Linked DNA regions of Mus musculus: region 2 is linked to region 1. Evidence: chromatin contacts called from public HiChIP or PLAC-seq data. All regions are on one chromosome and are shown on one strand. Each heading gives the region's core, a stretch centred on a gene start, on an enhancer-like site or on the middle of the called end of the contact. The rest is flanking DNA. Distances are from core to core; before and after follow the strand shown.

What was found. HiChIP or PLAC-seq counts read pairs in DNA pulled down with a chosen protein or histone mark.
Region 2: a contact with region 1 is called in an H3K4me3 HiChIP or PLAC-seq map of the SCID.adh cell line, with 14 read pairs. The contact joins the enhancer-like site here to the promoter of Bcap29 in region 1. A contact is called at or near these places in 1 of 39 promoter capture datasets (cranial neural crest), 1 of 115 datasets of contacts at active chromatin or transcription factors (the SCID.adh cell line) and 2 of 9 other capture datasets (adipose tissue and liver).

What each region holds. Positions count from the first base shown.
Region 1 is chr12:31,633,310-31,636,009 of GRCm38.p6, reverse strand. Bcap29 (B cell receptor associated protein 29) reads left to right here and starts at 1,352. Exons shown (of 8, transcript NM_001164090.1): 1 at 1,352-1,405; 2 at 1,630-1,747. The coding sequence starts at 1,656.
Region 2 is chr12:31,861,579-31,864,475 of GRCm38.p6, reverse strand. The region is part of intron 14 of Cog5 (component of oligomeric golgi complex 5); the gene reads right to left. Among named protein-coding and RNA genes, the nearest start is that of Hbp1, 87 kb to the left of the region's middle. Within about 2 kb of position 1,340, at least 14 of the 459 cell types and tissues checked have an H3K27ac peak or open chromatin away from gene starts, as enhancers often do. A contact at or near this core is called in the SCID.adh cell line, where this site is marked.

The DNA of each region.
Region 1 (2,700 bases), core at 103-2,602:
CCAAGTGCTGGGATTAAAGGCATGCGCCACCATTCCCGGCGCATAGACATTTCTAATAGACACTTAGCAGAAGGACACTACAAACCCAAATGAACATGGGCTGCTCAAAAGTCATGATTAAATTAAGCATCTGAGCAACTGCACAACAGCCTTACAGGGGATTTTTAACCTTTTGAAGTTACATTCTGAGATTTGCAAATATTCACATATGTTGAAAACCTGGAAGTATTTGGAGTTCCCTTTTAGATTCCTAGTTTTGTTAATAAAAGAATGCCAAAGCTTTTTTTAAAGGGCAATACTATTAATTTGGAATTAAAAACAAACAAAACAAAACAAAAAAAAAAGGTAGCCAAGGGGATGGAGAAGAGGAGGAAAAAGACAAAAGTTACATCTTTAGGCATAAAGGGTCCAATAACACTGCCTTGTTCAGAAATGAAGGTCTACCAGTACTTCCGGGAGGGGGCAGGTATTCAGAAATGAGAAAGCCCATTATCAGCAGAAAGCTTGCTTAGGCTTTTGGCCATCCACTAAAGAAAAACAGAGGCAGGTGTTAGGCTTTTCTGAATTAGAACCCAGAAAACCAAGCAAGCTTACTACTGCCACAGGGCAGAAGGAAGCTCCTTCAAGGAGTGCCATCTTGGGATGTGTAAGTGCTGCGTCGTATTAATGGAATAATTATCCCTCCCACCTCTTTAACACATCTCCAAGTGAATCCTTTTTCCTGGATAGTGAACTCCTGGCCAGCTTAATGGAGACAGTATGTAATGTAGTATGTAATGTTATCGGGATGCCAAGTCTCTACTTGGAGCAGGGATATTACAGGAATTGACCAGAAAGCCTAAGGAGAGGCAGTAGTTAGGTTTTTCTTTCTAGTGTTACCAGGGAAACCAGAGGTGGAATGCAAAGTTAACCAAGCATGAGAGCATCCACCCTCAAAGGTTTCTGGGGCCTATCTAGTTACCTAAGGGAATATGGTTAGGTAAAGGAGTAGACCCAGCAGTTCCCACAAGTTGCCTGGTCTTGCCTATGGGCACGGTAGGACCAGGAAAACAGCATGCAAAACACAAAACGCTCCACAGACCCCCCAGGCCTGGGCCATGACTTAAATTCAGTTTAGCTCCGGGCAGGGAGGCAGGTTACCACCCTAGGGCACCTGGCTGGGTCCCACCATAGACCCGGGCCCTGGCTCCCGTCATCCGGCATCAGCCGCATCGGGGATCAGCCCTCCGGGGATACCGAGCCCACGTGGAGGAGCCTCGGCCGCCTCACGCCGCGCACCAGGAAACAAGGGCCGCGGGAGGCGCGGTCGCGCCAGTGTGACCTCAGCCGGGCCCGGCGCGCTCCCGGCGGCGTGGGACGTGCGCGCGCAGGCGGGCGGCGGGGCACGCGGAGCGATCGGCGGCGGGTAAGCCTGACGGGCGGCGGGCGGCCCCGCTGCTGACCTCGCGTCCGGCGGCTCGGGCCGCGGCGTTCTGCGGCCCGAGCCACCTCGGGACCGGGGAAGAACCTGCGGGGCCGTCCGGCGCACTGCCTCGTCACCCGGAGTTAGGCGAACTCCCGGCAGGCCCCACGCCGCGTGTCTGGCCGTTCACCCATGTTTCTCTAAAATTGAAATCTTTCTCTGTATAGGTGTGAAGAAAAAACAAAACAAAACGATGACAATCCAATGGGCGGCGGTTGCCAGCTTTCTTTATGCTGAAATAGGACTCATTTTACTCTTCTGTCTGCCCTTTATTCCTCCACAGAGGTAGGAAACCGTCAGATCCTTAACAGTACCAAATGTTTGATTAGCTTCTTCAGGCTACGGCGTGCGATGCTCTTTGTAAGGTTAGAAAGTTTTGGGAGGGCCGGCGGGGTGGCTCAGTAGGTAAAGGGCCCTTGCAGCCAAGGGAGAGAATTTCAGTTCGATACCCAGAAACCACCTGGTGGAAGGGGAACCGACTCCACAAAGTTGTCTTCTGACCGCCACACTTCCACCCTGGGACGCCCAGAAACACCCATGCACGCACATAAACACATGATGAATACACATGCATACATACAACAAATGGATAATTAAATAAAAGATGGGAGCCAATTATATAAAAGGTAGTCTTTAAAAATGAAACTCAAATTTGCAATCTGGTAACTATTAAAATTCTACTTTATATAAAGCTTGATTCTGTGTACAAATAGATTTTCACCTCCTTTTTAAAAGAACCTAGGTTTTTTTGGGGGGTGGGTGTCTTGATTACAGGTATAATAAAGCCATGGTTATGCCTTGGACATCTTTCCTGTCTATATATCTATATTCTCTCTCTCCTCTCTCCTTCCTCCCCCTTCATCCTCTTCCCCCACCCCCCACCGCCTCTTCATTTCTCTCCTTCCTCTTCCCCCTCTTCCTCTCTCCCTCCCCTTCCCCTAAACTGCCCTGCATTTGAGCAGAGAAATAAAAGGATGGGTGCAAAACTGTTTACTTGGGACAATAAAATGGACTGGCTCAGGGTCCACGCAGTCTTTCAAAAACTTGAAACTCCTCATCTGCTTGGTTTGCAGCTCTTCTCTGTCCTGGTCTCCACACCATGCCCTTTCCTTCCCTCACAAGAAGCAGTAACTCATACTGTAGGAAGGGATGTACCAAGTTCTTCCCACCAACCATGGGTTCTATAGATCACATGCTTAAGGCCAGAAAGGCTCTGTTCCATAACCTAAGTCACCTAA
Region 2 (2,897 bases), core at 91-2,590, 230 kb before region 1:
AGGCTCCTGTCAGCAAGTACTTGTTGGCATCTACAATAACGTCTGGGTTTGCTAACTGTATATGGAATGGATCCGTAGGTGGGACAGTCACTGGGTGGCCTTTCCTTCAGTTTCTACTCCAAACTTTTGTCTCTGTATTTCCTCCCATAGGTATTTTGTTCCCCCTTCTAAGAAGGACCAAAGTATCCATACTTTGGTCTTCCTTCTTCTTGAGCTTCATGTGGTCTGTGAAACTATAATTCTATTATCACCTTTGAAAATTACTTTGATAATATGCTTTTACTTGTGATCCATCAAATCTACCAGGGGTTCTAGTTCCTGTTAACAGAAGTGGGATTAGAGGTCAGGACTAAGGCACTAAGCATTCTCATTGCTTCCACCCCTGTCATCACTCTTAGTTACTGAAACAGACAAGTCTTTGATTCCCTGGACCTCCACTCCCCTCAGACCTCATCCTCCAGGGTAACTCGTCTCCCTTTTCTGTGGTTACATAGTTTATATTGCTGTTACCGTCTCATACCTTGTTCTAGATGATGGTCTCAGGCACCCTCCTCTCACTTTCTAGCTTTCCTGTTGCTCTGACAGCAATAATCTGGGTTTTTAGGGATTGTCCAACTCTACTCCCTTCACTCAGTCTTACTGGTGTCACTGACCCTCTCTTTTTTTCTTTCCCACACTTTCTGGCTTAGATTCCATAAAGTTATGACATCCATGTAGATGATTTCAAATTGTGCTTGGATAGTCTATCAATTTTGTACACAAGGGGGAAGAGAGTCTAGGGTTAAAGGATTGATGCCGAGGAAGATGGTATTCTTGATTAACACTCACACCTGATATGAAAAGGTAAACCAACTCCATGGGCCATACTGTAAATCTAAGATTATCAAACTACAGTGCAGGCAGCTTAGTTACATATTCCACTCGTCTCTCAGAGCCAGGCAGGACTGTTCACACAACGGCCCTTGGCCCTTCGTCTCCAAAACCTCAGCTCTCCTTACTCCTGCTTAGCTGCATCCAGGATGCATCCCGAAAGGCTACACATACCCCTAGATAAAATCTTATCAAAAATGGATTGTTCAGTATCTGTCAGTGTCCCAGTCATTTCTCAAGTGCACAGAAACCATCCTTTATCTTAACTATGCAGCGCACACGCTGTGCCCTGTTTTTGCTGTATCACTATTTCCTCCCTTTCCCATGGGTAACTCTCACAAGCATGTAGCAGCTTTCCTTTCTAGAAAATCTCACCAGTCCCTTTCTGCACCTCCTGTTTTAACCTCCCCATTTACTAAGACAACCCTTATCAAAGTCACATCAGACCCGCACATCGGCAAAACCGTGGTTCTCAACTGACGCTGAGCAGCACCTGACACAGCTGATCGGACGCTTCTTTCAACACTTTCCCAGCTGCCTTATGAACATAACCACATTCACTGTCCTCTCTGGGCTAGCCATTCATAGGTGAGATTCACTTCTCTGTACTGGTTCCTCCTCCTCATTGTCCTAATCTTTAACCCCTTCTTGTCCTGAGATGAGTGCTCTAAATGCACCAAATCCAGCAGCGCTGACAAGTAGGTTAGGTTCGTCTTTGTTGTGAGACGCTGTCTTATGCTCTGTAAGATGACTTGGCAGAACCCTTGACTGTGAACAACTAGACACTAGCTCCCCCAACAGCAACAACAACAAAACCCTGGCAGCTTAATACATCCACAGATAACGGAATATGTGCTGGGAGAAGGGAAGAGTGAACAGAAAATCCTCTTTGGCTGAGGACCACGGAAGTGTACTGAAGATCCTGTCCTGTCTTCTCATGAGTTCTCCAGATGGACTTACTGAGCGCAGTAACTTCTCAGCCTATATGCCCAACCAAAGCAAACTGTTGATTCTCCTCTTCCTCAATCTTCTAATCTCAGCACATGAGATGCCTCACTGTGTGCACCCTGGGCTAGTAACCCTGGGATTATTTTTTACTCTATCATTCTGCATGTTCAATTTATTGTTAATTACCTCACACCAGATCCATGCTTTTAGCTTTGAGGACTAAGGGTATCTTAGCATTTACAGTGATTTACTTTATATGAATTCATGTACGCCCAAAAGTGTGTATGTGAACCATGTGCATGCATGAGCCTGTGACATCACAGGAGCTGTCACATCTCTGGAAGTGGATTTTCAGAGGGTTGTGAGCCACCACTGGGGTAAAGAGCAACCACGGCCGGGTCCTCTGCAAGGGTAGTAAGCACTCCTAACTCAGACCATCCCTCTTAGTTCTTTGTACTTCGTACCTCATAGTTTCCTTTCCCCGCTCCTTCTCTCTTCACTTTATCCCTTCTTTCCTTTCTCTCCCCCTTCTCCTCTCATTTGAGACTATCCCTCATTCTGTAGCCCTGGCTGGCTTAGAGCTCACTATTCACCACAGACTAGCTTTCAAACTTACTGCAATCCTCTTGCTTCAACCTCTTGAGTGTTGAGATTATAGGCATGAGCCACCACACCTGACAATAGTAGTATTTCAAGTTAGATGTAGAGCTAACCAAAAATCCAACACAAACTTAAAATTAATAGTAATATTTGTGTACTATATAAATGTACTTAGTTTGTCTGATACTTAACATAAAAATTTATAGTTTTTCCCATGAGTTAGCTCTTATTTTGATTTAATCCAATCAATAATTTCTTTCAATGTTTATCTGAAATCAATGATTATATTCTATATCCATGTAGATTTGTATTATCTGTATATTTTTAAAATAGCATGTTAGCTCACTGATAAAAATCTGTATAAGAAAAAGTACGGACATATTTTCTCCATGACAAACTGTTATTAATGAGTAAATGACTTGGCAAATCAAGTCGAGCACTGGCCAGTTTTTATATTTACATCATGTCCACAGATCAAT